Regions from separate parts of the Zea mays genome. Here region 1 is linked to region 2. The links are chromatin contacts, called in public Hi-C maps. All regions are on one chromosome and are shown on one strand. The core of a region is the stretch at or near the end of the contact, and the rest is flanking DNA. Distances in the headings are between cores, read along the strand shown. Region 1 holds the start of LOC100216960. Region 2 overlaps LOC100384198.

Evidence for each region. Hi-C and Micro-C count contacts between places; a contact is called where the count stands out from the background.
Region 1: a contact with region 2 is called in a Hi-C map of an unstated tissue, with 3 times the contacts expected there. The contact joins the promoter of LOC100216960 here to the enhancer-like site in region 2. A contact is called at or near these places in 7 of 25 Hi-C or Micro-C datasets (ear, leaf, leaf mesophyll and 1 more) and 1 of 3 datasets of contacts at active chromatin or transcription factors (seedling).

Annotation. Positions count from the first base shown.
Region 1 is chr3:199,101,296-199,106,662 of Zm-B73-REFERENCE-NAM-5.0, reverse strand. It overlaps LOC100216960, which reads right to left and starts at 2,286. Exons shown (of 8, transcript NM_001317378.1): 1 at 1,964-2,286; 2 at 792-1,001; 3 at 1-110. The coding sequence starts at 2,098.
Region 2 is chr3:198,951,450-198,956,829 of Zm-B73-REFERENCE-NAM-5.0, reverse strand. It overlaps LOC100384198, which reads left to right. Exons shown (of 9, transcript XM_020549945.1): 8 at 1-5; 9 at 1,582-2,238. The coding sequence ends at 1,873. Among protein-coding and RNA genes, the nearest start is that of LOC100384198, 12 kb to the left of the region's middle. Within about 2 kb of position 3,034, at least 2 of the 20 cell types and tissues checked have an H3K27ac peak or open chromatin away from gene starts, as enhancers often do.

The sequences.
Region 1 (5,367 bases), core at 1,037-3,536, 150 kb before region 2:
AACTTTTTCTGTGCCGTCTCCATCATTTGAAGGGATTCAGCCAGTTTTGCTTCATATGAAACTTTTATTTCAGCTGTTTCCCCGCGCATATCATGAAGTGCCTTTTCAAGCTACATTCAAAACATGATGTCAGTACCAGAGTTTAATTTGAGAGTTTCACGCAGTTCTAACTGAGAAATCAAATACCAAGACAAATCAAGAGTAACCTTTTGCTAGCATCCTACAGAACTTACAACAAATATTGCTTATATGACTTTTCAAAAATAATCCTTCACTCATGTTCAGCAAGAAACAGAAGTTTTAATCGCACACAAAACTAAGATACTAGTGGAACAAGGGATTTTACTATCAGACATTCTTGTGTTAGATCTCCCAGACTTCACTGCATCACTGCACTTTTACATGAACAAATTGATATCACTATGTTAGCATGCACCAAAACCACAACAAGCTTCTCTTCAGAGACGTCTGACTAAAAAAGTACAGCAAGCAGTGTTTTTAAGGTGTCGCCTAGGCGTCCAGGCGGTGGGCCAATGCCCAGAAATCCTAGGCGCCTTGCCCGCCTAGGCGCCACCTAGGCGTCCAGGCGGCGGTCCAACACCTTGCCTCGCCTTAGGATTTAAAAACACTGACAGCAAGCTTACATTTGATGTATAATCTGACAAACCTAATGAGAACATCATCTTACACGTTTATGACATTAGCTTTTAGTGTACATTTTGACAAACCAAGGGAGAACATCATATTTCACGTCCATAAAATCTCGATGATTAATTGAAATGGAATCTTACATTTGATATGCACTCCTTCTGAATGGCTAGATTTTTTTTTAGGTTTTCTTCCCTCTTTCTTGTTTCAGATAAAGCAGACTGCTGCGAAGCTCGCTCTCGCTTGAGTATGATCTCAGTGGCTTCAAAAGAAGCTTTGAGTTGTTCGTATTTGGACGTCAACTCCTTCCGCTCCAATAAAATAAGCCCAAGATTGTGCTGATATTCATAGATCTGCAGGAAAAAAAGTTTTGGGCTCAATTAAAAACCAAGCAACTAATGGCAAAACACACGCTGTCTATCTATCGAGAGAATAAAGCATGCAAACCTTAAAGATGCCTAACAAAATAAGCAGAAACAGCCAGTTAAACAATATAGTGCATAACAAGATAACTTTTTCACCACCCAGGCACAGAAAGAAACACATCGCAATATCAATCGGAATACCACGTAATATTTTCAGTTAATATGTAAAGAAGGTTAAGTGATACCAAAAACATATAATATCCAGAAAATAAATCCATATGTTATCACAATAACTGTGGCAATTAATTATTTTAAACGACTCATCCGGTAATGCACATAGCCAAATTGTAGGAACCGGTGGACCCAGCTTATGTGGCAGCCTCCAGAAATAGTTCGTAAACATGTTTTTGCAATATGCTAGAAAAACAAGTGCATCCTACCTAGCTCACATGGCGAGCTAGCTGCTGTAGCTACAGCATTTGAAAACGCGTATCATCGCGGCCTATACCGAAAGAAACCCAGGGAAACACGAGACAAAACAGAAGAGCTTGAACGGTTACACCCCTGAAACTCAAAGTGCAAGATCCATAGAAGAATCGTTACGAATACAGGAATACCAACAGCTAATGGAAAATATGAGCTTCTTTCAGACTTGACCAGCTCATCGTCGTACCTAATACATTTGGGGTGGGGGGAGCAACAAGCCAACGAGAAAAAAAAACGCCAAAATTAAATTTCCCTCCCCTAAATCCCGCCCTCCCCCCGACGACACAATATCGCCATTGTTCTTTCTACAAAACTTGACGGGAAAATCCTACTCGCCTCCCTTCGAAAGAACCGGACTAGTTGAACTGCTAGACCAGGTAACAAAGAACCGCACACTACCAAGCCAATAAAGCAATAAACCAAAATACCGCGCCTGACGGCCTCCTTGTCGCGAGGAGATTTACCTCGGACTCGAGCCGCGAGATGTAGCCGATGAGGGCCGCCTTGTCGCGGCGCCTGACAGCGTCCTCGTCGAACCCGGCCTCGCGCAGCTTCATCCAGATCGCCTCGTCACCGCCGGCCGAGCGCGGGCTCGCCATGGCCAGGACCCCACCGGCGGGGAACCCTAGCAGATCCTGAATGCGCCGCCCGCCCAGCCGCAACAGCGCGCGGCGAGGTCACGCGTTCCTCGCGGCGGGCCGCTCGGAAGCTCAGTGCTTTCCGGCGGGGGCTGAGTCCGTGAGTGGAGGTCTCTCTTCCCCCCGTCCTGTCACGACCCTGCTTTTCTTTTCTTCCTCGCTTTCTTTGGTGCGAATGCGTCTGCGTGTGTGGGTCACTCGGGTTCGGTGGTGGGCTGAGCCGCAGGAGAGAGAAAATGTGTTCGGTTCGATGGGTGGACTGGATTGATTATCAGGGGATTCTCTGATTTATTTCCGTTTGTTTTTGCGGGCCAACGCCAGCTGGGGGTGAACTGTGGTGTGTTACCGTTGCCTTTTGTATGAATATACGATTCTGGTTTTTTTTAATTTCTCACTTTCGCTCTAATTTTATAATATACTCACTCTGTCTAGTATTTATTTTAGCTCATGTTTTTATATCTATATTCAAATAAATATGATAAATTTAATATATATATATACTAGGTCAGTGCTCGTGCGTTGCAACAGGATTATATAATAGCTCGATAACTTATATATACAAATGTGTGTTATACTGTTATGAGATGGAGGACGACATCCACGAGCCGTCCGGGATAACGTTGAAGAGAAACTCGGACCTATGACGCACGAGCACTCTGAGTAGTGTAGTATACAAGATTTAACAAGACAATTTAAAGGCAAAAATTCAAGAATGATCTTTCATAGAACATCATAGTTTAGATATTTAAATCAATAAATATAAAATAAACATAAGCATAACTGTTTATTTAATCTATTTTTTCCATAATAGGTTGAGGTACTCTTGTATATTTCCATAAATGTTAAATCGCGAGGGGAATGGAATGGGAATGGCGAACGCACGAACGTGGAGAGGGCCACACATGAAACCGCTGCCAGAGATCGACATCATCGGTTGGAAGAAGACTCTGAGCGTCCCTAGCGATGCGGGTGGGCCGCGGGCGGAGGTGGTTGCGGCTGGCAGAGCAAGGATTGCGCGTGATTGATTCAGAGCTCGAAGGTTACTGGGCGGCGGTCAGCTGTGGGCCCATGTGATCGGACGGTCCAGATTGACCGAAGGCAGAACGACAGAACCAGAGAGGCAGGCTACCCTTGCAGCCTTAATAAGTAGTAGAGAAAAACAGGTGCAGTCTTAGTGATATCCAGAGCAGCTCCATTCTTTAATCATATATCCATCAGAGAAATTATACAATGAGTCAGTGACATCATTTCCGCAGGAGTAATGTTGCAAGATGCAACGAACACCACTACCTCGTATTAATATGATAAGAGCATGCTGGAAAAATATATAAAAATACATGAGTAGGAAGCTCGTTTCAATGAAGGATTTCCAATATTCTGTATAACATCCCATTTGAAATTGCTAGAAGATATGTAAGTAATCTGAGCATAATATGAGAGGTAACAAATTTAATTTAATAATCAATGTGTTAATAGATGAGGCTCGTGCATTGCAATGAGAACATATAATATCACAATAACTTATATACAAATGAGTGTTATACTACTATGAGATGGAGGACAACATCCGCTAGCCGTCCGAGATAGCATCGAAGCGAAACTCGGGTCGCGGTCGAGTGCGCTGGCCCTATGGCGTGAGGTCGCTCGTCTAGGTGCCGCGTGAGGTGGAGGGGACAATCTCGAGGAGGGAGCAATCTCCGAGGGCCAGTGGTGGAGTGGCGGCGCGCGATCACCGAGCCGCTCGCCTTGCGGCAGCGGAGGGATCAGATATACACACGATGCAAAATTTAAAGTTAAATGAGTAGAGTTGAATGTTGTCCATGTATGTAAATTGAGAGTTGAGACCTTTGACTCCGATTGTAAATACACGAGTCCATACAGAAAGCAAAAGTGTCGACAACAACACGGCGCCACTTCGTCGCATGACACCATGACAGCAGGATCTGATTCCTCTGGCTAAGAGAAGGCACTCTGTATTGGAGGGATCAGGCTCTGTTGAATCATGATCTTCAGGTTCAGAATAGCATGAATGAAGGTTTGCAAGGGGCTGCATTCTTTGATATGAAAAAGCAAACGCATACATCAAATGAAGGTAAAGCTAAGGTGAAATTCTGTAAAAAAAATCTTGAAATGCCTCATGTAGCAACAAAATGATGGAATGGCCAAACAAGGAGTACCACCTAATACTTGCATAACTTGGTAATACACAGTGTTATTGATATCCACAGAATTAACGTATTTCTCAACCAGTCATGCTAGGTGCAGAAGAACCATCCAAATAGCATCAGACCATTATATTGTTAGAAAATGGAAGATGACTCACAAACTTCTAAGAAAACACTGAAACCAATGTTTTAAAAATAAAATACAAGGAAAAAAACCTAGGAGGAACAAGGTACCATGGACAAATATTTCATTTTAGAGGCCATCTACAATCAAAAAATACAAACGAAAAAATACTCGATTTTCAATTTTTCCATGTCAATTCAAGCAAGAAACACTTATTATTTATGATGCTAGTTGGCCAATGTCATAAAAAACATACCTCATTAGCCTGTCCAAATAATACATGGGTATGATGCTCTATCTTTAAGCAACTTGACCCTCAGAGAGAGAAAACCTTCGTACATGTTCAAAGTTGTGTTCTCCACGACAAATGTTTCTGAGACACCAGGTAGCATGAGGAAACAATATTAACAGCTCTGTAACTATATAAAAATTTCTAACAAAATAAAATACAATAAGTTTAAGACAACTTTGGTTGCATAAACATATAAAATCAAATTAGAAAGGAACATTTGGATAGAATACAAAGAAAAGATCCATGTTAACGCATAACCAAAGAATAGATGAACCAAACTACTGCAAATTCATGACTAAAAGCTCACTGTAATTGACTTGCTTGAAGAACACAATAATACTACTGTGAATATGTGATACAACTTAATCACAATAGTAAAATTACATTTGATGTTGCATTTGGTAAAAAAATATTTTTCAGAGTTCAGAGCCAACAACTAAACTCAGGTGTTACAAGGTACAATGAACCTTACTATTCAGATTATTAATATAAAAACTCAAGACAGGTGTAATCCTCAAACAATCATAAGCAATGTGTATAGGAAATTTAGACATAATGGTGCCTACCACATGCTTTAGTATTCAGATTATTAACACAAACTCATGACATAATGACCAAAAAATATTAACACACAAACATGGACATAATG
Region 2 (5,380 bases), core at 1,785-4,284:
GGAAGGTTTGCCCTGTTGCCCATATACTGTCTTGTATCGAGCTGTTTCATGCTTTTCTTTGTGTTTTATTTTCCAATGCATGAATAGAGAATCTACCACCATAGAATTCTTGACGTGTATGTGTTGTATGTGGCACTCTGTTATACCTGGAATCATGTATCTATACCACTATATAATCCACCAGTTTAAACTTTGCAAAACTCGCCCAACTAAATCACTCTCAACCATAACGTCCGCTAAATCCACCAAACAAATTGCACCTAGACTTAACACACCATCAAAACCAACGGTTTAGATCGATGTTTAACCCCCTCTCCCTTACTCAAAATCTAATGGACAATACTTTTTGGATCATCTCTCATCCCTCCCCATCCCCAGTGACCCTGCTGCCTCCTCTCCCTCACGCTCTGCCGGCGGCGGGATCAGCAACCCTTCCATCACGCTGCCACCGTCACCGTCGACCCCTCCCCTCCGTGGGATCATAGCGTTAGCATAGCCTATATGCTAATAGTATAGAAATGAGAGATTGAGAAGAGAGTGGTGTAATGCCGCACATAGGGGTAACAATGGGCTCTAAATTTTACACTATAAAATTTAAGGATTGATAGGATTAGGATCGGACTCTATTTCTATTTATTTTTGAACTAAAATTTATTTAGGGCCCTAACAATTTGTGAAGAATCATTTGGATCGCGATCCATTACCACCCCTAGCCGCACACAACCAAAGGGGCTGGGACTAGGGGGGGGGGGGGGCGCACACACACACACACATATATATATATATATAATCATAAATGATTACAGTTAGTGACACATCATTCTATCCATAAGAGGAAGCATATATACGGAAGCCACCGATATAACAAGGAACTAATTCCTGTGCAATCAGAAAAAAATCATTCAAATCTCGTTCTTGATGGAAGTTTGGATGGCTATAACCCTAAATTGAAACTGTTGTTTTTTATAGGAATTTGTATAGGTCAACCTCACTAATCAATCCAATCCTAAGTCCTAAAAACTTTTCAGTCATGAACTATGCTACACACAGCTTTACATGACAGCTAGGCCTGGTCATTCTATCAGTTATTTCACTGTACAGGTTGATTTAAAGATCATAATATAGTATAGCTGTTTGGTGACTTCCCCTGTAGGGCAATTGCAAAATTTCAGATGTGTGATGTCTAAAACACCTGGACCTTGGCACATTCTTTCTTCTACCTTTTCCCCATTCCCCGAAAATTGAGATATTAATTTTCAGTATTCCATCATCCAAGCTAAAACCAACATGATCTAAAATGTTTAGGTCTCTGCAATGAATGTTTATTTTGTCGTTTGGATCGAGCACGAGTACACACGCGTGCATACAATATATATATATATATATATATATATATATATATATATATATATATATATATATATATATATATATATATATATATATATATATATATATATATATATATATATATATATATATATATATATATTCATGCAAGTTCCAAGTATATCTTTTGTTCTGACTATTCTAATTTCTAAATTTATTCCTGATGTACTCTGTTCATGTCCCAATTTATAGGTCATTTGTCGATGATGTTGGTTACGAGGAGAGAAGTGTTAGTAAGCTAAGGAACAAATTATCGTTATTGTTAACAGGGGCACATTTTACAAAATCATGGAGTTTAAGTGTTCAGTTTACTGCCATTGGTGCATTGGTCAGCGTCCTTCCACTGCCATTTGATAAAATTGTTGCCACTGGAAGTAGACAATTATCAGGTTCCTTCGATGTGGAAATGAAACAGATTTCTGAATGGTTTGTCCAGTTAAGCAGCGAGCATCAATATTTAGCTCGTTCCTTTTTTAGCTGTTAGCCTATATATGTTGGCTGGGCCTTACATGGATCAGTGAAGAATGCCCTGTGCAATTTTGATGGTCTTATAACATGACGTTGGATTACTCCCTTGCTTTGACACTACATAGAGGATGATGTTTATTCACGGGTGTGGAGATGTGAAAGTATTATGAAGATCGCCATTTTTTTGCCAATGCTATGTTCTTGAGTGTAGAGAAGCAGGCAGCGGCCGTTATGAGATTTTAGGGACCCAGGATAAGATTTAAAATAGAAGTTTTTTAGTTATTTTTAATATGTAAATGTTACTAATACAAACACTCTAGGTGTAGCTAAAAAATATTCATATTAATCAACAAGTTAAATAAAAAGTATGGTATTACCTTAGGTTTTAAGTTTTTCATACTACGGTATTACTTTAAAAGTATATATATGCGAAGTCGTTGATGATGGTGTCAATATGGATTTTATCCAATAATAACTTCTCCGTACATAAAATAGCCAAAATATTTAAGCTTTTCGAAGATATTTTGAGCCACAAATAATTCTCTAACAAATTTAGTTTTGAAAAGCTTCTTTATGCTGATGTCTTATTAGTAGTCATGGTAAATAAGATTTGATAAGCCCAAGGTGGTATCATAATTCTCGGTTTAATCTTTTGGAGTTCAAGTGTTTGGAATAGCCTTGAATCCTAAGTTTTTGGAATATCCTTGAATCCTCTATGTAGCTATGGTTGAAGTTTTATCCAAGCGAAACATGAACAAGAACGACATTGTTGGGTCGTGGGACTTTTGGGCTAAGGAGGGTACTATTGGGCCAAGGAGTGGCACTAACATGTTATTGGGCTTAGGTGTTTGAGTATCCATCCTTGATCTAGTTGTTTCCTCTTACATCACTCTAGGAACTTCTTTGAGCAATCAATCTCTAGTTGTTTTGTTTGTGAGGTTTTTGGTGTTCTAGAGGTTTGGGTGAAGTTTCGGAAATTAAGATAAGAGTGATGAGGTGCAAAGATTTTTGTTGGCTCTCATTCATCCCTCCTATGGCCACATAATTTGATGCTTCAATTGACATTAGTTAGAGCAGGTTAAGGATCAACTCACCTTAGCTAGTTTTTGATCCAAGAAGGTGACATGGAGCATTGTCTTGGCAAGCCACCACTTTTATGGATCGAACTACCCATATTGGAAGATCCATATGTCCACATATCTTCATAGTATTGGATCAAGGGTATGCGAGATCTATCTTGATGACACCTACATGGTCCTTGTTGTTTGAGCCACTCTCTTCCAAGCATATAGCCATGAGTTATGCTATGAACAACAAGACTCATGCTTTGTTCTCATGTCTCTCACTTTCTAAGTCCGATCGAGTAAGACATCTTGGTACTGCTCATGAGATTTGGCACCAGAGCGACACTACCGGGCCACGACACTGCCGGACTAAAAGGGAAATGTGCCCTTGGGCCATTTCTAAGCGTTTTGGTGATTAACTGCTCAACACACCACTATGAACTAAACATCTTGGTGTGAGGATTAGCTCAGATTCTAATCGAGCAAATTGAAGATGCAAAATCCAAACGAGTTGGATTAGAGGACCAAAAAGTGCAACCTTGGATAAAACCACAAAACATGAAGTTTAAGTGTTTAAATAAGTTGCACTCACTTTATGCTATGTTCCATGTACTGCTATTTGGCTACTAACTTCTATGTGCAAGTAAAGTGACAATTGGACTGAGTTTGAGCATATTGCAAACCATTATGGAACAAAGTGATAAAGGTATGTTTCTATCACTTAGTCAATCGATTTAGTTGCTAACTATGCTCATCTAAGTGCTAGGGAACTCTTTAAGTCGAGCCAAAAAGAAGCAAAGAAGTTTGGTATAAAACAGGAGAAGTTGGGGCAGACTGGGCACATCGGACAGTCTGGTGCTAGCCTGGTCTCCGGGCCCAAACTAGCCGCTGCACTTGGGAAAGACGCCGAGGCACGCTGGTATAAATCATCGGACAATCCGGTGTGTTAGGCACGGAACGGCTCCTCGCGAACTCCAATGGTTGACCGCGTGATCAGTGCCGACCACGTCAGCAGGCAACGGTCGGGAAGGGTCACTGGACATGTCCGGTGTGCCACTAGATAGTCTGGTGCCCACCCGAAAAGGAAGGCGGCCAATCAGACGATTCGGTGGTGTTGCGGATTGAGTGTCCGATGTGCCACCGGACTGTCCGGTGCACCCACAGACAGAAGGCAACCACTGCCTTCCAAATGGAGGAGCAACGACTCCTTGGCCCTTGGGGCTATAAAAGAGGCCCCTAGGCGCCTCCACCATAACACCAAGCATTCTAAGGGCTCCTTTGTATGACCCAATCCCTGCAGGGATCCCAGCCCAATCCGCATGAGGGGTAAAGCCCACGTCTTCTCTTCCCCACGTATCTCGGGCTCCTGTTTAGATGAGGCATGGGCCAAAATGTCACAGACCTTTTTATTCCTAACCACCTTGATCCATGGGGAAGTAAAAAAACTAGTCTGCACTTGTGTTTCTCATTCCCGTTCTCGTGGTGGCTCTCGATCCCTCGTCTCATCCGTCACTCTCGCAGTCCAGTAGCACCTATGACAGCTGGGGTTTGTGTCGGCGGCTGAGATCCATTTTGCTGCTCACGCGCCCACGCTCCATCGCTTCCATCCCCACTCGCCCAGGCTCCATTGCCTCCATCCCCACTCCCTCAGGCTTCTCATCACCCCTCTCCATCACCGGGACATGTCGGCAGTGGACCCGGAGCCAGTGATGCGGTCTGCAACTATGAAGGAGAGAGGTAAGAGGAAGATCTACTATCGTTGCCTGTTCTCCGATTGTTGTTGCCTATTCTCTAATATTTTCTCCGCCTGGTGAGTGGCGAGCCACACAGGGCAGTGTTAGAGCCTAAACTAAGTCACATCCCAGTCACCAAGAGGCATGCGTGCATGAGCGAAGGGGATCCTCTTCCCTCGGTCGACCCCTTTGCACACTTTGCAATTTTCGCTAAATTAGAGCTAGACCGTTTGGACCACTATAGATATTTTCTAAGCTTCCATTATTTCGACATAGTTTGGGTCGAATGCTAAAAGATCATATCTGATTAGGGTCTTTTAATTTTATGATTTATTGTAAGTCGTGTTCGTCGAATATTTTGAAATGGGTAAGCAGTTCTGTTCAATAATAATTTAAAAATTGCATTAAGGTATTGTAATATTTGTATCGCATACCTTTCAATTAATTAAGTTAGATAAAACTAGGATAATTCATTGATTTCCTAAAATTGATTTCCTAAAGACCAATCCGTTAGTGGAGTGGCAACTAGCTAGCTTTGTTTAAGAATACAGTAGTAAAGAAAAATCTTTTTGTATCTCTTTTAGAGTCATTTGTGTTATTTCTTTGTCTATATCAGAAGTGCCTCTGTTAATCTGCCATTTAAATATACATTGCTATGTGAATCACATGGAATTGAATCTATTTGCTATGTGAAACAGGAAACATTGCTACAGGTGATTTAAACTT